Linked DNA regions of Mus musculus: regions 1, 2 and 3 are each linked to region 4. The links are chromatin contacts, called in public ChIA-PET and promoter capture Hi-C maps. All regions are on one chromosome and are shown on one strand. Each heading gives the region's core, a stretch centred on a gene start, on an enhancer-like site or on the middle of the called end of the contact. The rest is flanking DNA. Distances are from core to core; before and after follow the strand shown.

Region 1 (6,763 bases), core at 3,142-5,641, 980 kb before region 4:
CAGCTTATACGTCTCAAAAATTTCAGCAGTTCTGCCGTAAGATGGACGTAACCCACCTGACTGGACTTCCATACAACCCTCAAGGACAGGGTATTGTTGAGCGTGCGCATCGCACCCTCAAAGCCTATCTTATAAAACAGAAGAGGGGAATTGAAGAGATTTTACCCCGAGCACCAAGAGTGTCTGTGTCTATGGCACTCTTTACACTCAATTTTTTAAATATTGATGCTCATGGCCATACTGCGACTAAACGTCATTGTACAGAGCCAGATAGGCCCAATGAGATGGTTAAATGGAAAAATGTCCTTGATAATAAATGGTATGGCCTGGATCCTATTTTGATAAGATCCAGGGGAGCTATCTGTGTTTTCCCACAGAATGAAGACAACCCATTTTGGATACCAGAAAGACTCACCCGAAAAATCCAGACTGACCAAGGGAATACTGATGTCCCTCGTCTTGGTGATGTCCAGGGCGTCAATAATAAAGAGAGAGCAGCGTTGGGGGATAATGTCGACATTTCCACTCCCAATGACGGTGATGTATAATGCTCAAGTATTCTCCTGCCTTTTTACACTAACTAGGAACTGGGTTTAGCCTTGATTCAGACAGCCTTGGCTCTGTCTGGACAGGTCCAGACAACTGACACCATTAACACTTTGTCAGCCTCAGTGACTACAGTCATAGATAAACAGGCCTCAGCTAATGTCAAGATACAGGGAGGTCTCATGCTGGTTAATCAACTCATAGATCTTGTCTAGGAACAACTAGATGTATTATGGCAAATAGCTCAGCTGGGGTGTAAACAAAAGTTTCCGAGATTGTGTGTTACTTCCATTCAGTATGAGAAATTTACTAGGACAGCTAATTTGTCAAAAAGTCTTTTTCAGTATATGTTACAGAATTGGACGGCTGAATTTGAACAGATCCTTCGAGAATTGAGACTTCAGGTCAACTCCACGCGCTTGGACCTGTCCCTGACCAAAAGATTACCCAATTGGATCTCCTCAGCATTTCCCTTCTTTAAAGAATGGGTGGGATTAATATTATTTGGAGATACACTTTGCTGTGGATTAGTGTTGCTTCTTTGATTGGTCTGTAAGCTTAAGGCCCAAACTAGGAGAGACAAGGTGGTTATTGCCCAGGCGCTTACAGGACTAGAACATGGAGCTTCCCCTGATATATCTATGCTTAGGCAATAGGTCGCTGGCCACTCAGCTCTTACATCTCACGAGGCTAGACTCATTGCACGGGATAGAGTGAGTGTGCTTCAGCAGCCCGAGAGAGTTGCACGGCTAAGCACTGCAGTAGAAAGGCTCTACGGCATATATGAGCCTATTCTAGGGAGACATGTCATCTTTCAAGAAGGTTGAGTGTCCAAGTGTCCTTCTCTCCAGGCAAAACGACACGGGAGCAGGTCAGGGTTGCTCTGGGTAAAAGCCTGTGAGCCTAAGAGCTAATCCTGTACATGGCTCCTTTACCTACACACTGGGGATTTGACCTCTATCTCCACTCTCATTAGTTGGGTGGCCTATTTGCTCTTATTAAAAGGAAAGGGGGAGATGTTGGGAGCCGCCCCCACATTCGCCGTCACAAGATGGCGCTGACATCCTGTGTTCTAAGTGGTAAACAAATAATCTGCGCATGTGCCAAGGGTATTTTACGACTACTTGTACTCTGCTTTTCCCGTGAACGTCAGCTCGGCCATGGGCTGCAGCCAATCAGGCAGTGATGCGTCCTAGGCGAAATATAACTCTCCTAAAAAGGAGACGGGTTTCCGCCATTCTCTCTCGCTGGCATCTCTCTGGCTCTGCGCGCCCTGCGCTCTCTCGCTGCCTAAAGATGTAAACAATAGAGCGCGCTCTGCGCTTTAGCGCGCCGGAGCTCTGGCTCCTAAAGATTATTGAAGGGGCTTTCGCTTTTGGGGCTGGGGGTTTGCGCTCCTAGCTCCTGAAGATGTAAGCAATAAAGTTTTGCCGCAGAAGATTCTGGTCTGTTGTGTTCTTCCTCGTCGGGCGCGCGAACGCTATTAAGACTTACATATAATAAATAAATAAATAAATCTTAAAAAAAAATGTTGGCCTTATAAGAGTTGCCTCAGTCATAGTTTCTGTTCACAGCAGTAAATCCCTAATTAAGGCAGAAGTTGGTATTAGGTGTGGGGTATTGCTGTGATAGGCCTGACCATGTTTTTGTTGGGAGGAAGGTAGATTTTGGGGATTTGGATTTGGGAAACAGTGGAATGGTTTAAGTGGGGCTTAAAGGGCTATCCTAGGAAGAATATGGAAGACATAGGTGCTGAGGGTGATTTCAACTGTGTAGATATGGCCCAAGAGGTTTCAGTGAAGAAGAATTTCAGTATGTGGCCTAGAGACTGCTCTTGTGATATTTTGGAGAAGAATATGTCACTTTTTGCCCTTGTATGAGGAGTCTGGCTGAGGCTAAGGTAAAGGGATTTATATTAATTACATTGACAAAGGAAATCTCAAAAAAGCCCAACTTTTTTAGAGACTTTGTTCTCTGGGAAAGTCTCATGAAGAGCATTTTGAACAAGCGTAGCAAGCTTAGAAAGGAAAAAATATAAAATATCCGGTTCAGGTAGGGAAATGGAGCTGAATCCCTTGTTCAAGCAGATTAAGGGCGTGGTGACCTTGGGGCTTGGTCCTACCCAGCTAAGCTTATTGTTTATTCATTTGCCATTTAACACAGAATAGTTCTATTATATTAGGCATCATTATTACTGGGTTATTGACTTCTCTAGGACTTTTAGTCTGGAATGAACAACAATTCAGAAATGGAAGTCACAGGCTTTTGATCCTGATCTTAAGGCACAGTGACTATGAAAAGCTTAGGTCCAGACAAGGAGGTACACACCAAAATTCCAGGAGATAGAGGCAAGAAAATCTCTTTCTTTCTCTCTTTCTCTCTGTCTCTCTCCTCTCTCTCTCCATCCCTCTTATTTGCCCGCGCGCATGCGCTCTCTCTCTCTCTCTCTCTCTCTCTCTCTCTCTCTCTCTCTCTCTCTCTCTCTCTCTCTCTCGCACACACACACACACAAAATCAAGGGGCAGAGTCTGGTAGAGCCTAGGTCTCCCTGTATAATCAAATACTGGGGATTATAGGAAATATTGAAAGATATTTTACTCTTTTTATATTTATTTTTATTAATGTCTCTGTGTGAGAGTTTGTACATATTAGTGTCGCTGCCTACAGAGGCCAGAGGAGGGAGTCAGATTTGAGGCTGGAGTTACAGGAGGTTGTGAGCCACTCCATGTAGCTCATAGAATTTAAGATGCCAGGAAGAGCAGTATGAGCTTTTAACCTTTGAGACATCTCTCCAGCCCCATGGCAGAAGAATATTTTCTCTTCCTTCCTTCCTTCCTTCCTTCCTTCCTTCCTTCCTTCCTTCCTTTCTTCCTTTCTCTCTCTCTCTCTCTCTCTCTCTCTCTCTCTCTCTCTCTCTCTCTCTCTCTCTCTCTCTCTCTCTCTCTCTCTTTCTTTCTTTCTTTCTTTCTTTCTTTCTTTCTTTCTTTCTTTCTTTCTGTGTGTGTTTAAGACAGGGTTTCTCTGTGTAGTGCTGGCTGGTCTCAAACTCAGAAATCTGCCTGCCTCTGCCTCCCAAGTGCGGGGATTAGAGGCTTGTGCCACCACTGCCAAGCAGGATTATTTTCTCTTTCTTTCTTTCTTTCTTTCTTTCTTTCTTTCTTTCTTTCTTTCTTTCTTTCTTTCTTTCTTTCTTTCTTTCTTTCTTTCTTTCTTTCTTTCTTTCTCTTCCTTCCTTCCTTCCTTTTTCTTTCTTTCTTTCTTTCTTTTCTTTCTCTCTCTTTCTTTCTCTTTCTTTCTTTCTTTCTTTCTTTCTTTCTTTCTTTCTTTCTTTCTTTCTTTCTTTCTTTCTTTCTTTCTTTCTTTCTTTCTTTCTTTCTTTCTTTCTTTCTTTCTTTCTTTCTTTCTTTCTTTCTTTCTTTCTTTCTTTTTTGGTTTTTCGAGACAGGGTTTCTCTGTATAGTCCTGGCTGTCCTGGAACTCACTCTGTAGCCCAGGCTGGCCTCGAACTCAGAATTCGCCTGCCTCTGCCTCCCATTTTTTTTTTTTTCAATAGTCAAAAAAAGGTTCAAGCTTTTGCTTCTTGGTGCGTTTAATCCTCAAGACAGTTCTGCAGTGAAGGCATTGTTTTTCTCCCTTCACGGGGGTCTCCAAGAGCCAAAGGAGCCTGTACTTTAAAAGCTCTGCAAGGAACCTTGGACAATAGCTTCAGGTCTGACTTTGCAAACAGCTACTAAAATACCGGGTTCACCACAAATACCTGCAACTTCCGAGCTTTTGCCCCCACCCCAAATCCTCAGCGCGCCTGCGTCTCCCATCAGGTGACGTCGGCAGCGGCGCCCCGCCTACTCCGGGAACGCGGAGCGCCGGAGCGGGCGGGCGGCCATTTTGTGAAGCGGCTGTGGAGGTGTTGGCTGCAGTGGGCTCCGGGAAAGCCGTTCGGGCTGGGGCTGTCGGCCGCAGGGCTGAGGCACTCGCGCGGGGGGTAACTCGGGTCTGGGTTCTGGTGCCGCGCAAGCTCTCCCCGGTAAGACTCCCGCAGCCCCGGAACGGGCGGGGCTGTGCGGGGCTCGAGCCGCCTCCTTGGTGCCTCGGGGCGGGGCCTTCCCAGGCCTCGGAGCCCGCGGCCGCGAGCGCCCAACACAAAGGGTCGCGGCGGGGCTGCGGGGGTCCTGGGGCGCCGCTCACGCTCCGGGGCCTCCGAGGATGCGAAAGGTGGAGTCTGCGTGCCGAAGTGGGAGCAGGGCCTTAGCGGGGATGCCCGGTGGTCCTGAGAGGGGAAGCGGCCAGCATCGGGTGGCCTCGCGGCCTGCGAACTACCGGGTCGGGGGGGGGGGGATTGCGATGAAAACGCCTGCACGCTTAGTGGGGAAGGCTTCGTTGGCTTTAAGCGGGAACGAGGTTTTAACTCTCACCTCTGCCCCGAAGTGAAGAGGTCCTAGTGGCCTATGACCTGCAAAAGTGGACTACACTAGGGACATTCCTATGGGGAGGAAAGGTGTCCTGGGAGGCTGGGAACCGGTCGCTTTTAGGGCCTGGAGGTGCAGGGATTGCAGTGTATAGCTTCCTAGGTCTAGCGCTGAGGAGGGGCTTCCTAAGTGTAGGTGATTGGAGCCGCCCTGTAGGTCGGAGAGGCTTGAAGAATTGTAGCTAGGATGGCTGGTCCTTGATTCCCAACTAGGGGAGGGGCTGCTATCTGCAGCACCTTTGGGAGTTGGAGGAAGGAGGGTGGGTGTCTTAGATAGCTTACTTACTGTCTGAAGGTTGGCGGCGCCACTTTGCAGCCGCGTAAAATAGAAGGAAAGGCATTTTAAAGATCTACAGGTTAGTATTGGGGTATGGACTAACGTAGCAGGTTGGAGTGCCCGTGTTAGTAAGCGAGTTAGTAACCTAAGTGTGTGTTTTATTGGAAGTTCTAAGGAGTCCCCTGTGGTTTATTCAAGTGCTAAAGATCCATTCATTCTGGTAGATAAAGTTGCGAATTACAGGCTGTGTTGCAGAAGTATTCTGGGTCCTAAAGCCTTCTTGGCTCCTAGATTCCGAGATGACTGAGTGTGTGCAGTTGGCAGAAACCATTTTATTGTGTACGTTAAGATTTAAGTTGATGCGAATCTTATTATATGACTTGGTGGGAAAAAACTAGGATGGATGGCAACTCAAGGGAGAGACTATTTCTTTCAGGGCTTTTTGGATAGTTTGAGCTGTAATTTTTGGTGAACTTCAGTCTTAGAAACAAAAATTGTCCGGGACCTTGTTAACCATTGTATACTGTTAAAATGTTAAAGAGCGTTTGCAGTTGGAAAAAAATCCTACAAAAAAATCTTTATTTAAAAAAAATAGGTAAATAAAACTGATGTACTTGTTTTTGAAACTTGTTGCTTTTGATGAGATGGAGACTTTTGGATTTGTAGAAAGTGATTGTGGAAGAACTGTTCACATAACTTCGAATATAATTTTGGAAGGAAATGAAATGTTTGTGTTTAGGTGATTTCACAAGGCGTATTGGATAGTTTATCAAAACGTGTTATATTTTTATATCACCTTGTGTTTGATTAAATGTTGGTCACTGTGGATTGTAATGTATAATTTTATGTTCGGATCTGAGACCATCAAACCACTGTGGTGGTTACTGCTCTAGGCTACTAGTTATATACTTTAGGCTTCTTTTACAATTTTGTGGCATGTTGAATGTTTTGATTGGTTGCATATTGAACATTTGGGAGTTGTTGGTACAGTTCTTAGGTGTAAAACTTATTATATCATTAAACTTCTGTTTTATACTGTGTGCCAGATGCTAGACCCCACTGCCAGTCAGAAAGTCCCACTTGAGTTTGCAGAGAGCTGCTGTGCTGTTTGGATCTTGGGGGTTTGCTTGTTTGTTCCTCACTGGCCATAGGATCTTGTAACTTAGACTCACATTGAACTCTTAAGTTGGTGGAGTCACTAGTAACAGTTGACTTTTGATACTTAGTTAGAATACATGATTTTTTTTTCTGAAAATGTAATTAGTTTTACATTCTATACTAATTTCTAAATCTCCCCCTAAAATGCAGAGTCCACCTTAAAAATCTAAAACCTAGCCTACAGTTTTTGAGTGAGTAGGTATTTGCCTGTCTTCATGCCTGGTGTTCTCAGAGGCCAGAAGAGAGGGGGTCGAATCTGGAGTTACAGAAGGTTGTGAGCTGCCTGCCCTGTGGGTGCAGGGAGTCATGGAGCCTCT
Region 2 (6,343 bases), core at 1,423-3,922, 690 kb before region 4:
TTGTAAGCCACCATGTGGTTGCTGGGATTTGAACTCCGGACCCTTACCCACTAAGCCATCTCACCAGCCCGACTTTTTATTTTTACCTGGAAGAGCAGCAGCAGAAGATGCTAAGAAGTTGGGCGCCTATTCTCAGCCTGCCCGGGACCTTTCTTAAGGCATGCCATGTCCAACTAACACAGATACCTCTGTGAGGCTAGAAACTCAGAAGTAGAGAAGTGCCCAGGGACAGATGCTCTGCTTTCCGTGGAATGCGGTCCTCATCCTAGTGCATTTGTTTGTGCTGACAAGGTGGACATGGCTGTGTTGAGGATAGTTGGGTGGTGTGGCTTTATATCCTGCCTCTGAGGGTTCACATGGGCATGGGAGATGCTATCTATCCCTCTTAGCTGTTACAGGAGAAACAAGCAGTTCCTTACTTAAGTTCCCGTATGGGCAGCTTGTGAAGCTGGTGAGAAATTTCCTGGGATTATAGAAGTCTCTTGAGTGACATTTAGTCTGTTTTAGGGGATGAGGAGTTGTTTAAATACTGGAAAAGAGTGAGGAAGAACCTCACACAGACAGAGAGATGGGAAAACACTGAGTATGTAAAGGAAACAAGTTTTCTCTGAATGCGAAGGGCTTTAAATTCCCATATCAGGCAGTTTGGACTGTTAGCCTGAGATTTTGAGTTTTGCTGGGTGTTGGGTTGCTTGTTTATGTAGGTTCCCAGTGTAATCAGAGGTTCTGACTATAGGTGGAAATAATAATCCAACTCTGGTTCTTTAAATGATAGAAGTATCATGTGACCCAGACTGGCTCTGCTGAGCTAGAGGTTGTGCCACCACACCTGGCTATGTGCATGTGTTTTTAAAGCTACTAGTTTTGATGACGACATGTTGGTATTCACCCTGACTAACTCTGCTGTCAGAGCTGGTGAACAATTGAGAGCTTATGCACTGCAGGCAAATGCTGTCCTGTAGGGCTACACCCAGCCCAGCCTGAGAAGTTCTACAGCGTTTTATGTGCCAGGCGGTATTAACGTGATCAGAACACTCCCTGTCCTTTTAGACTTGGAAGAGAAGGAAAGACTGTTGTTTCCTTTGGGTTTTTTGACTTGTTTTGAGGTGTTCATGGATTTTACGGGGAAGATATCAGGTTGATATGGGAGACGGTCTAGTGGGTAAAACGCTCGCTGTACAAAGCAGTGAGGACTGACTTGGTTAAGATTCCCACACCACATAAAAGCTGAGCTTGGTGGCACATGTCTGTCATTCCAGCGTTGGGCTCATTGGCTGTCCACCTAGCAGCCATGGTGAGCTCCAGGCTCAGTGAGAGACCCTGACTCAAAAAGGAAAGTGAAGAAGCAGCCGAGGAAAGAGCTGACACGAGCCTGTGCATGCTGCACACAGTGAGCACCTCGGTTTCAGTATCATGAATGATTACTTCCTCCAATACCAGTGATCCACTTAATCCTTAGAGAGAGCACGTCTGTTTTTCAGTCTAGTATTTGTGACTTTTTGTATCAGCAGTAATGAAGAGTTCTGGAAAAGGAAGGCAGTTTTGGCCTTGGCCTGGTCTCTGAGAGGCTTGGTCTGGGCACATCCTGCTCTCACTGACTTTTCCTTGCTCCTGTCTCAAACGTGGGGAGTTTTAGGCTTGATCTTACACAGGATATAGTCAGTCTGGAACCCTGGAACAGGTGGGGTTCCAAGTGTGGCTTTTCAAGGACTGAACTAGAACAGGTCTAGGGTGGGGCCACGTGTACCTTGTAAAACAGCTCCTGATATGTAATCCATTCCTCTCTCTGCAGCCTCACATGAGTCACCGTCCATGCTGCCGTGTGGGCTCCTGCCTCTGGACTTTGGCTCATTTTCCATGCCTGAGCTAGTCTGTACCAGATGCTGGCAGTGGGGCATGGCAGAGCTCGGTAGAGCTGAATTGATTGCCCAACCCTTCACCTGTGCCATCTCTTGACAATTGTTACTGGAAAGCCTGCCCTGTCATGCTGGCTTTCAGTTCTTGTGGCTCTTGGATGAAAGTTCTGCTATCTTGTGCCCCACCCCATTAAAGGACTGCCTCCCACCATCCTCAGTGTGCTGTGTGTGTGTGTGTGTGGCCTCAGTTTGCAACACCTCCTTCTACAGCAGTTCCTGGGTTGTGGGGAAGTTGGGTGGGATGACATGCAGTGTTTTCCCTCAACAGGATGGGAGACCTGCAGGGGGTGGTGGAACACACCAGTAATCCCGGAGGCAGAGGGGATCTCCAGTTCATAGTCAGCCTGGCTACACACTGAGTTCTAGCACAGCTAGGGATACATAATGAGATCCCTCCCACCCCTCAAAGAAGAGATGAACAAGAGGAAGTAGTGCTGGCTTCTGGGTTCCATTTCAAGCCAGCTCCAGCCTCTCGGCCCTCCCTGGCCTCAGAATGAGACACCCAGCTCTTCTCCCTGCCAGGGCCTTTGTGAGGCCATAGGCACTCAGCTGCAGTGCATTCTGGTCCTGCCTGAATTTGAAGATGGGGTAGCCTCCTTGGGAAGCCAGGCCGCCTCCTGTGGCTCTAGCAGGGCCTTCTTCTAAGTGGGGCGGAGCCTTGGGCCCTGGGCGTGGTTGGCTAGTGGCCCTGCCTTTCCCGTGCTCACGGGGCCCGCCCCTGGCGTGCGAAGGCCTTCCTTCTCTGTCTCGGCTGCGTCATAACGCTGCTCCTCCCAGGCCAGACGGCTTCCGTGCAGCTCTGCTTTCACTTTACTGCCTGAGGTGAGGACACGCGCGGGTAGAGGGTGGTGATGGGTGGGGTGACACTTGCTCTGGCATGGTACCAAATGGGCTTCTATTACAGACCATGGGCGCTCTCCTGAGTGGTGGCCAGGATGGCCCGGAGCCCGCGCAGCCCCAGCCTCCAGCGCCGCAGGGTCCGCAGCAGCCTCAGCCGGAACCTGGCCCGTGGGGGCCACTGGACGACGTGCGCTTTCTAATCGCCTGCACGTCCTGGTACTGACCCGGCCACCCCTGGCCTTCATGCCCTCCTGGGCCTGGCCTGGCTTTTATCTCCTCACCCTGTGATTTCCTGTCTTACTCCCTCTGGGCAGAGATTCAAGAAAGATCGCGGAGACTGAAAGTCCCTCAGGGCCACCTCAGAGAATTGCACCTCAGCTTCAGACTTGACAGACCCCCGAACCAGCTCATTCCCACGCCCCCTTTCAGCTCTGTCCTTGGGCTGATTTCCTTAAGAGGAAGAGCCAGGATCAGATGAGGCGTCCTGGCAGGCTCTTGATGCTGTTGAATCCTGGTTTCCCCCTCGCTAGAACTGAGCTGCTGCCTGGCCATAGCCCCATGTGCCCTGTCTCCAGAGAAGTCTTGCCACAATGACCCTCCCGTACTCCTGAGGTTCCTGGGTGACGGGTTGGGGTGGGGTGGGGAGGACAGGACATTGATTGCTGGTTAGAAGATGCACGAGGCAACTGCAGAAGTACACTCCCAGGGTACCCTTTTCTCCCTGAAACTTCTTACGGGCACACATATGCCCTGGTCTTTGTTCCCATACCCCAGGGGAAAAAACACTGTATTTCTGTTTTATTTAGAAATGATTTAAAAAACATTGTACAAAGGCTGATCAGTTTAAAATGTGACCGACACTGAGATGCTGTGATGTCACCCAGGCCGAGGGGAAGCTGAGCTCTGGGGGCTCTAGTACTTTGCCCCTCTGACTGCTCTGACCTGGGCTGATGGACAAACAGATGACCGCAGGCAGAAGAATCCAAGATTGGAAGCCTCTAGGCTGAGCCCTCTCTGGGCCCGGCCCTGTGTCCCTCACATCTGCAGCCTGGGCTGCCTGCCTCCATCCCCTGCTCTTTCGCAACTGGCCTTGGAATGCCAGGAGCCAACAGGGAGCCTGCGGGGCCTAGAGCTTTCAAGAAGTGAGCACCAACCTGAGGAGAGGGACCAGGGGACTGGGGGAGGGAGGCCCAGAGGAGAGGACTAGAAGAGACAGTTTTCTCGGACCCTGGAAGGGCCCACTGATGGGGACACAAGACCCAGCCAGGGCCACCTGGATGGCAGGGGCAGATAATAAGACCTCCTTGTGCTTCATCTGAGGGTAAGATGAGTGCTACCCTCAGCCTCTCTCAGAGCCTACAGGAGTTTCATGTGAGTGGACAGCTGTGAGCTAATAAAGTGCTTTGCAAAGTATAAAACGCTGTACAAACCTATGAATCACTAAATCTCTGCAGTTGTTCCCCGCCTGCCCCAGGGAGCCTGCCCTTGGCCAAAATGAGCAAGAACACAATGGTGAGATGGGACACAGTGGACCCACATAGGTGCTTCTGGGACAAGAGATTTTACTCAACAACTCCCAGGGCATCAAGAGTCTCTGTCTGTGCTACAGGGCGAGAGACCACAGGGCAGGGGCAAAGCCCATGCAGGCTCAGAGGTCAGAGTTGGTATCTGTGACCCACTAGCACCCTGATGGCCGCCTCATACCACCGTTGGGTTTGGCAGAGAGCCAGTGAGTGACACTTGCACCCAGTGGTTTTGGAGCAAGCCAAACCAAGACTTAGGAACTGTCAGATGTGAAGAAGGGCCTCAGGTTAAAACAAACAACAAAAAGGTAGTTTGGGTTAGGGAGTTGGGGGAAACCCCAAAGCCTGGGGCTGCTACCAGCTGGGAAGAGGACCCTTTTTCTAAGAGCAGTGCAGGAAGATGGACCCAGAGACCTGGGCTGCCAGGGTCAAGATAGGAGCACAAACACCGACTCCAGGCTGGAGCTGAGTTGCCTCAGGGTCACTGGGGATGTAGATGGAGAACTTAAAAGGCTGCCCTGGTCCCTTACTCTGAGAAGATGACAAGGGTGGCTCTAGAATCCTCTCTGCTTTACCTGTAGTCAGGCCGAGCCCCCAGGCCACAGAGGACAGGCTGGAGCAGGGCAGGGGACAACATTAATGAAGGGGAGTAGAGAATGGTCACAAACTTGCATCCGCCCCCAGAACCAGGGTCAGCTCCTGCAGCTGTTGAGCCTCCTGAACAGGATGCCCGCTAGTATCAGGATGCCCGAGTGGCCTTTGCAGCACCGTGGTCCTTAGTGCCCAAGGAAGGGCCACCATACTGGCCTCATCACCAAGACAGTCACCTCTAGCTGACCTAAAGCCTCAAGTAGCCTTTGCAAAATGGGACTTTAAACAGTAGTGACAGGACATTTAAATATTCACGACATGACAGCTGGGTCCTTGTGAGATCCAGCTGGGCCACAGCCTTGCCTGCAGCATGTGACCCTAAGTTCTGAGTCTCAGAGGAGACCTGGCGGGTGGAACAGGTTTCCTGAGGAATCCTCTATGGGCTAGCAGGGGAAACCCAGGCTTTTGCCCACTCTGTTGGCATCAGGGGCACTGCAGCCTTGGAGGATAGTAGGGTAGGGATGAGGGGACATCTGACCAGCAGGTGTTGGCAGAGGGGACTGGGATTGGTGGCATCTTGGGGTGGGGGTGAGAGCTAGTGCTGGCTTGCCTCAGAGGGCTGGGTCCCAGCCAGGACTGGAGCTGTGGTATCTTGCAGACACCACAGGATGCAATGACCTCAGGGGCACCTCCTGGCACCATCCTTGCCTCCTGACAGGGCCTGGCCTATTCCCTTGAGTAGAGAGAGGTCTGCCCAGGACAGAAGGCTGGCAGCTGGGTGCCAGCTACCCAACCTGGGGCATAGCCACCATCACTCCCTGCCCCGCACTCAGCCTAGACCAGTGCACCCACCACTTCAGCTACACACGAACCTGGCCTAGGGCCCTGCTGGCCCCAGTGGGCAGTGGCTAGAGCTGCCCCTCAGACCCTGGTGAGGAAGGGCCTGGCTGGCCAGACCGGGTAGACAGAGAGGGTTCTGGGCTGCTCATACCCACTCCTGGACCGGCCGCTTATAGTAGGTGACGGGCTGAGGACCCGCCTTGTTCTTGAATTGGAAGATAGTGTAGAGCAGCACCAGGAGGCAGAGGGACAGTGTGCAGGGGACAACCACAGCCACAGCGTTCACAGAGCCTGGCACGTCATCGATGGTCACCATGATGTCCACATCATCCTGGGGCAGCCTCCGCTCCTTACGCCGCTCTACCTCCTTCTGCTTGCAGCCCATCCAGTCACGCAGGATGTTGCGTGGGTAGCCTGGCTCCACGCTCAGTTTCTGGTTGTCAAACTTCCAGTAGTCCCGGCCTTTGTAGAAGTAGGTGTAATCTGTGGAAATGGGAAGGACTCAGCACCACTACTCCAACTCACCCCTAGCACCTGCTCTCAACTAATTTGAACCTGGGGTCCTGCAGCATTGTGTGAGACAGGGGCTCCAGGTGGCATGGTAGGTGGAGCGGGGTGGTCTGTTGGAATGGA
Region 3 (6,394 bases), core at 151-2,650, 530 kb after region 4:
TGTTAACTAGCTACCAACTTTCACTCACACTTTTTCATTCCTCACACTTTTAAGCATCTCTGAGTTTATAAGAGGATTGTATAACTAAACATATTGGGCTTATTAGCTATCTATTAACAGGAATCCATGAAGATTTACCCATGCTATGACCATAATCGACAGTGGTCTTGGTGAGTGGGGCCTTGGATATACAAGTGCCAGGACAGACACATTGCTGTACGGGCCTCAGTCGTCATCAGGTGTCCCAGGTCTTGACAGAACTTGATGTGAAGACACTTGGCCAAACCTGGCTCCATTCTTTCTGCCCATCTTTCTTGTCTTCAAGTCAGGGCTGTGATCATATGTTTTGTGCAATATTCTGGCAGTGGTACTTTGTTATCTTTACTGCTTCTGTACACTTGTGTTGGGTACTGGGGTTACAGCAGAAAATAAGACAAACAGCTTTCTGGCTCCAAGAACCCAATAGTCCACGTGAAGATTGACATTGAGCAAGTAGTAAGTAATAACAATTACAATGTATAAAGAGTTCAATAGGGAAAAACAAAACAAAACGACAGAAAACTTGGACTAGTAAGTCAGAGCAACCAGTGCTACAGCCGGTGGGATATCCTGCAGGCTCCCCTGAGTAGGTGGTGCCACCCGAGCCAACACCTGCATACCGAGAAGTCAGTCATCGGAAGTACAAAGAATGTGCTTCAAAAAGGGAAATATCAGATGTAACTCCTTTGAAGCTGAGGGGTTCTTGGCATACTCAAGGAATGGAAACTAAGTCAGTAGACTAGAGAGAAGAGCAGATGTGAAACGGGAGGCAAAGACTGGCAGTCACGTAAGTAGGTCTGCTCCTGGGGGTGCCTGGGAGTTTGTATTTTAAAAATAAGTAGAAAAAGGTACCCAGCATGTGGGAGGTGGAGGCAAGGGGATCCTAGTTTAAGACTAGCCTGGGCTATAAGAGATTCTGTCTTAAAGCACCAAACGACAAGAGTGGCATGCAATTTCTGTCCTGAGAAGTTAGCTGTGATACTCGCTAGGCAATCGAAATTATCAAGTGTGACAAGTGACAAGTCCAACGTCACTTCCAAACACCACCCATTCCAACTCGAAAGAGAACAGCAAACCCCTCCCAAGCCCACAATTAAACAAACTTCTCCCTAAGAAAACTGCCTTCTCATTGGGCAAATCCTGCGTGAGACCTTCTGAGTCATGGTGATTGGTTACCGACTCTCCTTTCTCTTCCAATCAGACAGATATTTCGAAGAGTAAGCACTTCTCAGCCCATTGCAGACAAATGAGCTCTATGACTGGCTCTCTTCTATGATTGACGGCAGACTCAGCCTATGGACACAACGGCAGGGCGGGGCTCTCCAGTGCGGAGAGCTGTGTAGCCAGAGCCCAGGGCTGTCAGTTCTTGGCCAGCCAGGACCCTTGACCGAGTGCTCCGGTGCTATGGCCGCCCCACCGCAGCTACAGGCTCTTCTCCAGGCCGTCAACAAGCTGCTGCGCCAGCGCCGCTACCACGCTGCGCTGGCCGTGATAAAGGGCTTCCGGAACGGGGCTGTGTGAGTAGGGCCGCAGAGTGCGGCTGGAGCTAAAGGACGGGCCTAACTGGGGTCGCGAGTTCGAGGCCCGGGGCCCCTGAGCTGTGCTCTCTCTAGGCCTCAGATGTCTGTATATTTCAGTGCCCCGTTGGTGCAGCAGACGTAGGTTTCAGGGTTCCAGTCACCTTACCAGTCCTAAACTGGGGCTTCCTCTGTCTTGCTTCTAGGTCCTCTGTCCTTTCCAACCTGGCACTCTTGGCTTAGTTGCCTCCTCAGCACCTGTATCCCCTCATTGGGTCTAATTCATCTCATCTTACCTTGTCCCCTTTGGCCTACTTGGCTTCTGTGGCTCTGTATACACAAAAGAAACTGGACTTTGTCCTTTAGCAAGCAAGTGGTCACCTACTGCCTCATAGGTTCCCTCAGTAAAGTTCCTAACAGGTTCACATCTATATGTGACTTCACCTCACCCTTCATTTTCACTGGGGTCTCGTGAGAAGTGACAGTGATTGTATGTAAGAAAAAGTAGCTAATGTTTGCTAGGTAAATTGCTCTCCTTCCCTCCTAGGTAGGAGAGGAGATCTTGGGGTCGTTTTGCTTGACTGGTGCCCAGATGGGAGTTCCAGCCTCGTTAACCCTCATCCCTTAGCAGTTAGTGAGGGGCTGCTCTCACTGCGTGAGCAGTGACTCTCAGAGAAGAAACCAAAGTCTCTATCTCTAGGAGCTGGTAGCAGTGTGTGGCATGGTGGTGAGTATGTCAACTGCCAGGACTTAAAAAAACCTGGTGTCAGCTACCATGATCTTGATCTCGAACAAACCATTTTGGCTTTCTGGGTCTCACTTTCTAGAAAATGGGTCCCCCAGAGCACTTCTATACTGTTTGAGGATTGAGGCGATGTGTGAAATGGAGAGTACAGTCCCTGGTGTGTGTCTGTCTGTCCGCTGACGGATGTTGGTACAGGTACGCTGTCTGCCTGGCTCACGAACCCTTTTCAGATCACTGCTTCCTGTTCCTCACCCTCTTTCTCTATAGTACCTGTCATCAGACACTGGATGATCTTTTTCCTGGTCCATGTCTCTCATTAGAAAGTGTGCTCCAGGGCTGGTGAGATGGCTCAGTGGGTAAGAGCACCCAGACTGCTCTTCCAGAGTTCAAATCCCAGCAACCACATGGTGGCTCACAACCATCTGTAATGAGATCTGACGCCCTCTTCTGGAGTGTCTGAAGACAGCTACAGTGTACTTACATATAATAAATAAATAAATCTTTAAAAAAAAAAGATTTATTTAAAAAAAGAAAGAAAGGAAGGAAGGAAGGAAGGAAGGAAGGAAGGAAGGAAGAAAGAAAGTAAGTGTGCTTGTGCTTCAGCCGGGCGTGGTGGTGCACACCTTTAATCCCAGCACTTGGGAGGCAGAGGCAGGCCGATTTCTAAATTCAAGGCCAGCCTGGTCTACAAAGTGAGTTCCAGGACAGCCAGGACTGTACAGAGAAACCCTGTCTCGGGAAAAAAAGAAAGAAAGAAAGAAAGAAAGAAAGAAAGAAAGCAAGCTCCATCAGTCTAGGGTGGTGTACATCCTCAACACTGAAGATGCTGGGTCATCCTGTGCTACATTGTGAGACCCCGCCTCAACAACAGCCACAAAAAGAACTTCACAAGGATGGACATCTTTATCTAGATTGTCCTCTGTGTGTTCTGGTACTCGCTGTTATAGGCATTCAAATTCTCCTTTATGGATATTTGAAAACTAGGAATCACTCTTGTCTCTGCCTCGCAGATGGGTGGAATGTGATTTATGGGGGAGGTCTGTCGAGCTCTCCTGGTCACATCATGTCAGCATTACAGTCAGGATTCAAACTCAAAATGCATACAGAGTCAGGTAGAAATTGGGTCCTACTGAATCTGGCCAGGTCATATAGGACACTTTGACCAGGATGGGATGAACCCTAAGGTAACATTAGTAGCCTCTTTACCAGGTATGCACTGTACAAAGCAGGAGCTGGCCCCTGTGCCAAGCGTTGCTCAATATGGTCTTTGTACAGCTAACCCTATGACACTGTGTCTTCCTGTTCTCGGTGAACCTTCCCAGACAGTACAGACACTTTCTAAGGGTCAAGTGCTTGGGCTCTAATCCCAATGCTTTCGTTATAAAAGCTGGATTATTCTTTGTCTCTTCTGGTTTTGGTTTCCTCCTCCATAAAATTAAAACTATAAACTCAGCCAATCCTGGGTCCCCAAGGCGGGGATCTCAATACTTGTGAGTGGGACCAATGCTCTGACTCTCTTACAAGGACCATACATCCAAGGGGAAGTCTCACAAGCTAGTGTGACAAGGCTGAGCATGGCAGTGCACACTTGTTTTTGTTTTGTTTTTAAAGATTTATTTATTGGCCGGGCGGTGGTGGTGTACTCCTTTAATCCCAGCCCTTGGGAGGCAGAGACAGAGGCAGGCGGATTTTTGAGTTTGAGGCCAGTCTGGTCTACAAAGTGAGTTCCAGGACAGCCAGGGCTACACAGAGAAACCCTGTCTCGAAAACAAAACAAAACAAAACAACCCCCCCCCCCACACACACAAAAGGATTTATTTATTATTATATGTCAGTACACTGTAGCTGTTTTCAGATGCACCAGAAGAGGGCATCAGATCTCGTTACGGATGGTTGTGAGCCACCATGTGGTTGCTGGGATTTGAACTTCGGACCTTTGGAAGCGCAGTCAGTGCTCTTACCCACGGAGCCATCTCTCCAGCTTCTGGCAGTGCACACTTGTAATCATAAAGCTTTGGAGGCAAGTGGATTGAGAGTTTGAGGAGAGCCTGGGCTGAGTAGCAAGACTCTATAACAGAAAACAAAGCAAAGCAAAAAACAAACCCCCAAGAAACAAACAAATACCACACCATGCAAAGTAGTATTCAGCAATGCTTTTTAGGGGAGGTGGTGGTGACGTTCTGGAAGCCAAATTGGAGTTTTCCAGGGAGAAAATGGCATTCTAGGCATGGGAAGGCTTTCAACAAAGGCCTGGAGGTGAGAGAAAAGTGTTGTGTTTATGAAGAGTTGTGGTCAGTTTAAAGAGGCCAACCAGGATGACTGGGATGTTTGAACTTTGTGAACACTTTTAAAAAAAAAAAAGATTTATTTATTTATTTAATGTACGTGAGTACACTGTAGCTGTACAGATGGTTATGAGCCTTCATGTAGTTGTTAAGAATTGAATTTTTTTAGGACCTCTGCTCACTCGTCAACTCTGCTTGCTCCAGCCCAAAGATTTATTTACCCGCTGAGCCATCTCACCACCCCTTTGTGAACACTTAATTTGCACCGACTCGTTCACACATGTGGCTTGCCCTCACGTACAGTGTGCCTGCACATGTGAAGGTCCAAGGACTGTCTCACTGTCATTTCCTCCACTTTTTGTTTGAGAAAGGGTCTCACTGGCCTGGAATGTCACCAGATGGCTAGTTGGCCATCCACCTCCAAGATTCTCCACCTTTCATCTCACCGTTCCTTTGGATACAGGTCCCCAGCACTATGCCTTGCTTTTTACGAGGGTTCCAGGGTTTCCAAATTCAGGCCTTCACACTTCTAAGGCAAACACTTTACTGACCTAGACATCATTCTAACCTCTACCTTAATTAAAAACAAAACAAAACAAAACAAAAAACCAAACCAACTAACCAAACAAACAAACCAACAACCAACCAGGGTATCACTGTGTAGCGTAGGTTAACCTGAAAGCCAAGGTCCTCCTGTCTCAGCCAAACAGTTTCTGATACCACAGGTATGATGTAACACATCTCATCTGAATTTGAGGATTCCAAGAAGGGGCTTGTCAGGGACTTGAGGACAGGCTGTATGTCACCGGCATAAAAGGAAGGTTCTGGCTGCCGGCCGGCCGGAGGCTTAAAGCCTCTGTGTAGGAGAAGAAGATAAGGTTTTGAAGGTGCTGGGGGCAGAACGGCCACAGGGACAGAGATGGGAACTTCCTGCCCACTGCCAGGCAGAGGAGAAGATAAAAAAAAGCATCCTGCTGCCTTCTGCAACAAAAACAGCATTTAAAGTTGTTACCTTTACATTTTCCCTTTCCTTTCATCTTTTAAAAGTTAGGCAACTCATTCACAAAAGTCAAGGGCACTCACTTAGCAGGCAAGAGGCCCCGAGTTCCGTCCCAACTCTAAAGAAAAGTTAAATGTTCTCTGACCTCAGTCCCTCTGTAGAGATGGACCCTGTGTGAGTCTCTTGTGTCTTCCTCCAGAGTGTTGTATGCACACACAAACACATCTAACCCCCCACTTTAATGGTTTTTCTTTGGAAATGTTAACTTATAGAGTACCATCCTCACCTTACCGTCTTTGCTACACTGCTCACACTTTTCCACGTTGCTCTTGTAAACCCCAGAGGCAGCAGGCATCTCCCCCATGAGGGCTTTGTACATCTCCTCCAGTTTCTGCTCTCCCTGGATCCTCCTCGGGGAACCTTGTCAGCCATGACACTTTCTGTGGTCATGTCCTCTGGCTCAAATCCTAAGGCTTTAGTCTGAATATTGAGTGATTCTTCATCTCTTCTGGCCTCGGTTTTCTCTTTTTAAAAACCGTTAAATTAATTAGTTTCTTTTTTTTTCCATTTTTATTAGGTATTTAGCTCATTTACATTTCCAATGCTATACCAAAAGTCCCCCATAGCCACCCACCCCCACTCCCCTACCCACCCACTCCCCCAATTAATTAGTTTCTACGATATATTTTGTGTGTGTGTGAATGCTTTGCGTACATGTGTGCTCGTGTGCCATGTGAAGTCAGAAGAGCATGTGAGATCCCCTGCAGATATAGATGGTCGTAACCTACCGTGTGGTGCTGAGCACTGA
Region 4 (6,406 bases), core at 3,482-5,981:
GTGAAATGCATGTTACCTGAAAGAGAAGAGGGGGTCCATAAATAAAGTACTCTGGTTAAACAGAGAGATAGGTGATAACTTTGGGAATCTCACAAAGCAGGGTCTTTATTCCCCAGCATAAAGCCTTCAAAAAAAACCATGAGAAAGACTTTCCTTATAGAGAATAGATAAGGCAGCAACTTCTGAGGGGATTACTTGTGCACAGTAAGGGAGAATATCCACTTGGATATGATGGCTATTTGCAAAATCAGGATGGCCATCTACATTCTCTCTATAAAGGCCACAAGTCAGACACTCCTAAGGACTGTATCTGAGTATTACTAGTTTTAAAAAGCTGCAAAAGAGCTTAAACTGGCAGCTGCTTTCCAACAGCACTGACTATCAGACTAGAGGACAGGTCCCAGACAGCTTCTGACTAGTGTTGTTATTCAGAAGAATAGTTACAACCTAATAATATTTGCAGACGAGGGCAAACCTCTCAAGCATGGAAGGCTACAATTCTATTCTCTGAGTCCCTTACTGATTTATATTGACCCCAAACCAGTATCATTTACAGTATAAAAATTAGCATGTCTTTACTGAATGCTTATTATGAACCCATAATTTGGCTAGGCACTATAAATATAACAAGAAAAAACAAACTTAAATACTTTTGCCTTAGTTCTTACAATGGATCCAACCCCCAAACTATGAGAGGTAAAGCACAAGAAAGAAAAGAGACCTGACAGACGGCAGCTTCCTATTAGTACCAACTCAATTTCCTGAGTCAAAAGGGATAAACTAAGCTTACACCTAGGCTAAATGCTTCATTAAACTCTTATCTAAACAATAAACAGCCATAGGCTAGAAGCAGTCTTTGTTTTTTCTCATCTGACACGGATGCTTGTAGCAGCATCCACTCACTGTGGAATCTGAAGAATACAGAATTGTAACGTTCGGTTCTAGTCTAGCTCTGACTCTTACCTAGGTTTAGGTAAAATTCTACTTTTTCTCTTCTCCTTCTCCTTCCTTCTTCTCCTTTAGAAACAAGATCTCATTGTGTGTATCTGGCTGGCCTGGAACTAACTATCTATCTATCTATCTATCTATCTATCTATCTATCTATCTATCTATCTATCTATGTAAGCCAGGCAGATGGATCTCTGTGAATTCAAAACCAGCCCGGTTTGTATACTGAGACCCTGTCGTCAAAAACAAAAACAGAAAGCTAAGAGATTGGGCCAGTGTAAGAATAGTATAAGTCGTATATATGTGTATACGTGGCATGTGCATGCACACACACACACACACTGCCTACTAGATAACTGTTCACTAGAGATACCACATCAGTCATAACGTACTTCCCCAGTGAACTAACATAATCAGAACCAACTTTTGGGGAGGGGGACAGGGTCCTCACATTGAAGCAGACTGGCCTGGAGTTCGCTATGTAGTCCAGGCTGTCAATCCTTCTGACTCAGATTCCTGAGTGCTGGGATTAGAGGCACAAGCCACAATGGCCAGAATCCTCACTAACAGTACTTCCAGAAGTTATTTCCAATCAAAGCTGACCTACAACCTAAAACATACTTGCTACTGTAAAACAGACAGTCTCTTCCAAATATAAAGCTCAAGCACCAAGTCTCTGTGACTGGAAAACACATTGACAAAGCATGGCTTGATGTGCTGATAATAATCAATTATAGTCCAAAACTCAAGTTCTCTTCCAAATTGCATCTAATCTGATTCTAATTTCTCAAAGATGCTAATGAACACATCCTAAGAGAAAAGGTAGCCTTCAATCAGACTAGCCCTAAAACAGACACAGCAACTTTATTATTTCAGCCAAATGAAACACCCAGCCAAGGCCAGCCTGTCACTTACAAGGGACACTTCTGCCACAGTCACTCTGGCCCTTTCACTTTTATCATCAGAGCCATTTTTTTTTTAAATAAACACCAACTTAGACCACTTCCTTTCCCCAAGCCTTGATCTCTCACGACATCAAATTCACGAGCATTAGCACTGTACGCAGAGCTTTTCCAGAACAGGTCCTTTTGCCCTCCTGGTCCTGAGGCCCCTGCATCCCACACCCTGCGCTCCTTTTCTCCCACCTTCCTAACTGACACACGCCTCGAGGTAGTAAGGTATTTCCTTCCCTTTCTTCACCTCTGCCCCATTCCTACTCATCCTCTAACCCACTGCTTCTCAACCCTCCTAAGGCTGTGACCCTTTAATACAGTTCCTCATGCTGTACAGTCCCTCATGGGGCTTACCAGCTCCAACCATAACATTATTTTTTGCTGCTTCTTCATAATTGTAATTTTGCTACTGTTATGAATTACAATGTAAATATTTTTGGAGCTAGAGGCTTGCCAAAGGGGCCAAAACCCAGCTTGAGAACCACTGCTCTAGAACCTCGGGTCCATAGACTAACCCTTTTTTGAGCCAGGACCCACTAGGTAGCTGTGATGGCCTGGAACTAACCATGTTGACCTTCATACATAGGTCTTGCCACTTCCCTCAACAATCCCACACAGGCCACTTCCACTTCCTCCCCCATCTCAAAGCTTTTTGTGCTGTCTTTGTTATAACCATACTATGATTTGCCTCAGTGTTCCCAAAACCATCCCAACTACCTACAGCCCATCTGTAAGTAAAGTTATAGAAGCCAATCCAGACCCACTATTCTATCTCAAAACTGAGACCTGAGAGCATCTACTTTTTTAAAAAGGGTCTCAAGTACTTCAGGCGGCCTCACCTCCCAATGCTTCTGAGAGCTAAATAAACTTGGGCCTTGTGTGTGGTAAACAAGCACTCTACCAACTGAGCTGAAAACTCTACTTTCAAAAATCTCTCCTGGTCCAGCAAAATAGCTCAGCAAGGAAAGTCACTTGCTATGCAAGCCTGATGACCTGAGTGTGAACCCTAGAACACACAGGAAAGAGGAAACACTCTTGACTTCCAACTCAAGTCATGGTGTGCGCATGCACACATACACACACACAAATAAACAAATCTCAAAACTTCTCCCGAGCCCACTCTGTTGGTTAAGCACCTATAATCCCAGCACTTGGGAGGGAGAGGCAGGAAGACAGAATGACGTTTGATGCCAGCCTAGGTTTACACACAGTGTGTTCTAGTCCAGTCAGCGATACAGAGCAAATCATGTCTCAAAACAAAAACAAAAAAATTAAAAGCTCTTGTAATTACACTAATGGCCAAACCTTGGGACCATGGATCAGTCTGTCTCTTAAGTAAATCTTTGTTGTTGTTTTGTTTGTTTGTTTGTTTGTTTTAAAGAATGTAGAATTTACTCTAGAATACAGTAAAAAGTATTAGGCACTTGCTTTTGGATTCATAGTATATATATCCTTGTTGACATCTGAAGTTTGAATTCCTGAACTCACACATACAAAGTATATTCACTGTTCAAAAGAAAATTTCAATCTTTTTTAAACCTGCAAAATTAAGCCTTAGGTAACCCTGTGATACACAAGGCTGAATCTCAAACTTGCCCCCAAAAGACTTTATTTCAGATGAGAACCAAGCCCTCTGCCAATCCTGGGAGTGAACATACACAGCCTTTACCTACTTTCTTAAGATAAGGATACAGGAGAACCACCCACTTAAGAGAATGATGATGGGTGGCTAGATGGTGTTCTGTCAACTGTGAAGAAGAAAACCTCCCTCTTCTCCCCACTGCCCCCTTTAGAACAAGTTCACTGCAGCTTAAAGAGGAACAGAAGTCTCAACAGGATTAGGATTCTAACACAGCCAAGAAAACAAGCGAGTGGGGAACTGTGAATTTGGGGTACTTTGCAAGTCACCTGGTCACATCTCTAACTTTAGGCCCAATGCCTACTTCGGGTGCACTGACCCTTATATATTTTTTTTCTCTCTTGAAGTTGCAGCCGGGAACTATGTCTCAAAACTCAAGTCTTCTATTTAAAAGTCCTGCCCTCATTGGGCTTCCACCTTTCAAATGCGCTCACCTCTACTTTTTTCTTTGCTCAAGAAAAGTACGCTCTCGGTAGAAAGGGCTGTGACAGCTCCACGTCTGCAAAAGTCGGTGGCGCCGGCCTGGGCCGGGACCACCATGAGTGGGGACAATGGAGGGAGGAGGGAAGTACAAGACAGAAGGGGAAGCAGTCACTGGGGAAGGTCCTCTGCGAGTGGGAGCTTGGAAAAGTCTCGGGGGGAGCCTGCCAGGTGGCAGGTGGGCCCGGCCGCCGCCCCTCAAAGGGCCACGTCGCGCGGGCGGGCCGCTGCCACCGGGCCCCGCGCGTAGGCCGGGCCGCGGGAGAGGAACCCCCGGGCGCGGCAGCGGGGCGCGGGGCTGGACCCTGCCCACGTCCGCCGCGGCTCGGCTCTCTCCCAACTTGGGGCTCGCGGGCCTACAGGCTCCGGACGCCTAGGCCAAGCACTAGCAGTTCGGCTCGACCTGCTGACCCACCCGCCACTCGGCTCGGGCCACCAGCCGGCTCTCCGGGCGCCCCCCACGGACACCGGCTGCGGGAAGAGCAGCCCCGGCTCTAGGTCCAGACTCGAGCGCCACACTCCTCTACCCTTCGCATTCCCCATGCCTTTTCATCCAAACTCCCTCCAAGCCACAGAAATGACCCCAGTCTGCCTGCGCGTGTTTACCGGGACTCGGGGCGGCGACGACTCCTCAGTCCCTCCGCTAAGATGGCAGCCGGTCCCGAGCCCCGACTACAGCGACTAGAGCTACTTCACACCTAGTGCGCAGGCGCGGCCTCCTCGGCGCAGTCCGGACTACAGGCCCCAGCAGGCCTTGCGCGCCAGCCTCCTAAATCATTTTTCCTCACCTCCAGGTGAAGTGGACACTAAGCCTTGCTCTCTACATCTCCAAGGCTTTTTTCTTTTCTTCCTTCCTTTCTCCTTTCCTTTCTCCCTTCTTTCCTTTCTTCTTTCGTTCCTTCCTTTTGACCCCTTCTTCCCCGCCAGGACCTCTAAAGACTGTTACCAAATGCTAGCGTGTCTCAGAATCACTTGAACAGCTTTTAAAAACAGACTGCTGAGCTCCACCGCCAGTTTCTGACTCAGTAGATCTGGGATGGAATAGGGGTTGCTTTATAATCTGCATTTTTATCAAGTTCTCTCCTGATACTCCTAACAGCAGGAATCACAATTTATGAAGCACTGTGCCGGTTCTATCCTTCTGGAGTTACACTGTTTGGGTTCAAATTCTCCTTTCTCCACCTTTTGACAGGAAGTTCTTAGGAGGGTGACAGCTTGACAGCGCCAAGGCGGCATGAGTTATAAAAACTGAAAAGCATACTTCTAAACGTTTACAACAAAACTATGTGAAAGATGCCATTGGTTACCTTTTCAGATGCTTAAATTAAACTTCTTAACCCAGGCAAAACACATCTAATCCTACCGAATTAATAGGCTGTGCAGTGGTAATAATAGAGGCACGTGATAATTAGCAAACTTTGCTATTATTGTTTATCCTGTTTCCTCGTAAGGAAACTATCTAGAAAGTCACTTAAACTTTTCGAAATACCTTTGAAACTACCATATTATGAATTATGTGCTGAGTTTATTAAACAAAAAAGATTCTGAGTTGGGAGGATGGTTCAGTGGGTAAAGGCTCTTGCCATGCAAGCACAAGGATGTTTGAAACCCCAGCATTCATATAAAAGCTGGCACCAACGGACCCCTAACAGTGGTGGGCAGACATAGGAGCTCCCTAGTCAACGCCCTAGACCACACAGCAAGCTTCAGGTTCCATTAGAAGACAGAGACAAATGGATCTCTGTGGGTTCAAGGCTAGCCATGTCCAAATATCTTGAGAGTTCTAGACCAACCGAGGTTACGTGGTGAAACCCTGGGTTTGGGTTTTTGGGATTTTGTTTTTGTTTTTTAGTTTTGGTTTGGTGTGTTTAAGTATTTAAAAGTTCTTCTGCACTTCCAGCCAATGTTTGCCACATTAGGGATTAAGCTGTAAGAGTTGGCTCAAGATGTAACTCACTAGTAGATACTTACATAGCATTGATGAGGCCCAAGATTTTATCCCCAATATTGAGAGAGTGGTGTGCTCTAGGAGAATCTGGGTTGGTTTCTTGTTTCGTTTTGTTTTGTTTTTTAAACTAGCATCCCAGATGATTCTTGTCACTGGGCATACTATAAGATATTTTAACAAATATTATAAATATATTTTGTTACTTTATTATTTTGTACAGAAAACAACTGAATATAAAGGAAATTATTAATTGGCCCAAGATCACTAACACAGAAACCAAGGTTCCAAGCCAAGTCATCTAGTTCCAGATAATCTTTATCTACAGTTTTTTCTTTATTTAGGGGACAAATTCTCACTAACTAACTCAGACTGGCCTCATGCTCAGGATGCTTCACGCTCAACCTTCCCAGTAATGAGATTACAAGCATGAATTACCAC

Evidence for each region. Promoter capture Hi-C pulls out the DNA fragments that hold promoters and counts their contacts. ChIA-PET counts read pairs in DNA pulled down with a chosen protein or histone mark.
Region 1: a contact with region 4 is called in a promoter capture Hi-C map of pre-B cells, with 2.1 times the contacts expected there. The contact joins the promoter of Rbm12 here to the promoter of Itch in region 4. A contact is called at or near these places in 2 of 39 promoter capture datasets (liver and pre-B cells) and 1 of 115 datasets of contacts at active chromatin or transcription factors (astrocytes).
Region 2: an RNA polymerase II ChIA-PET map of memory CD8 T cells shows a contact between it and region 4, with 15 read pairs. The contact joins the promoter of BC029722 here to the promoter of Itch in region 4. A contact is called at or near these places in 4 of 115 datasets of contacts at active chromatin or transcription factors (astrocytes, bone marrow-derived macrophages, effector CD8 T cells and 1 more).
Region 3: an RNA polymerase II ChIA-PET map of memory CD8 T cells shows a contact between it and region 4, with 8 read pairs. The contact joins the promoter of Pxmp4 here to the promoter of Itch in region 4. A contact is called at or near these places in 2 of 115 datasets of contacts at active chromatin or transcription factors (memory CD8 T cells and microglia).

Annotation. Positions count from the first base shown.
Region 1 is chr2:156,109,593-156,116,355 of GRCm38.p6, reverse strand. Rbm12 (RNA binding motif protein 12) reads left to right here and starts at 4,391. Exons shown (of 3, transcript NM_029397.3): 1 at 4,391-4,570. Cpne1 (copine I) reads left to right here and starts at 4,391. Exons shown (of 16, transcript NM_170590.3): 1 at 4,391-4,570.
Region 2 is chr2:155,815,561-155,821,903 of GRCm38.p6, reverse strand. BC029722 (cDNA sequence BC029722) reads left to right here and starts at 2,672. Exons shown (of 2, transcript NM_001384169.1): 1 at 2,672-2,738; 2 at 2,821-4,174. The coding sequence starts at 2,824. The coding sequence ends at 2,979. It overlaps Mmp24 (matrix metallopeptidase 24), which reads right to left. Exons shown (of 9, transcript NM_010808.4): 9 at 3,538-6,193. The coding sequence ends at 5,856. Eif6 (eukaryotic translation initiation factor 6) reads left to right here. Exons shown (of 6, transcript NM_010579.2): 6 at 1,793-2,067. The coding sequence ends at 1,802.
Region 3 is chr2:154,598,679-154,605,072 of GRCm38.p6, reverse strand. Pxmp4 (peroxisomal membrane protein 4) reads left to right here and starts at 1,400. Exons shown (of 4, transcript NM_021534.3): 1 at 1,400-1,556. The coding sequence starts at 1,444.
Region 4 is chr2:155,131,806-155,138,211 of GRCm38.p6, reverse strand. Itch (itchy, E3 ubiquitin protein ligase) reads right to left here and starts at 4,731. Exons shown (of 25, transcript NM_008395.3): 1 at 4,627-4,731; 2 at 1-16.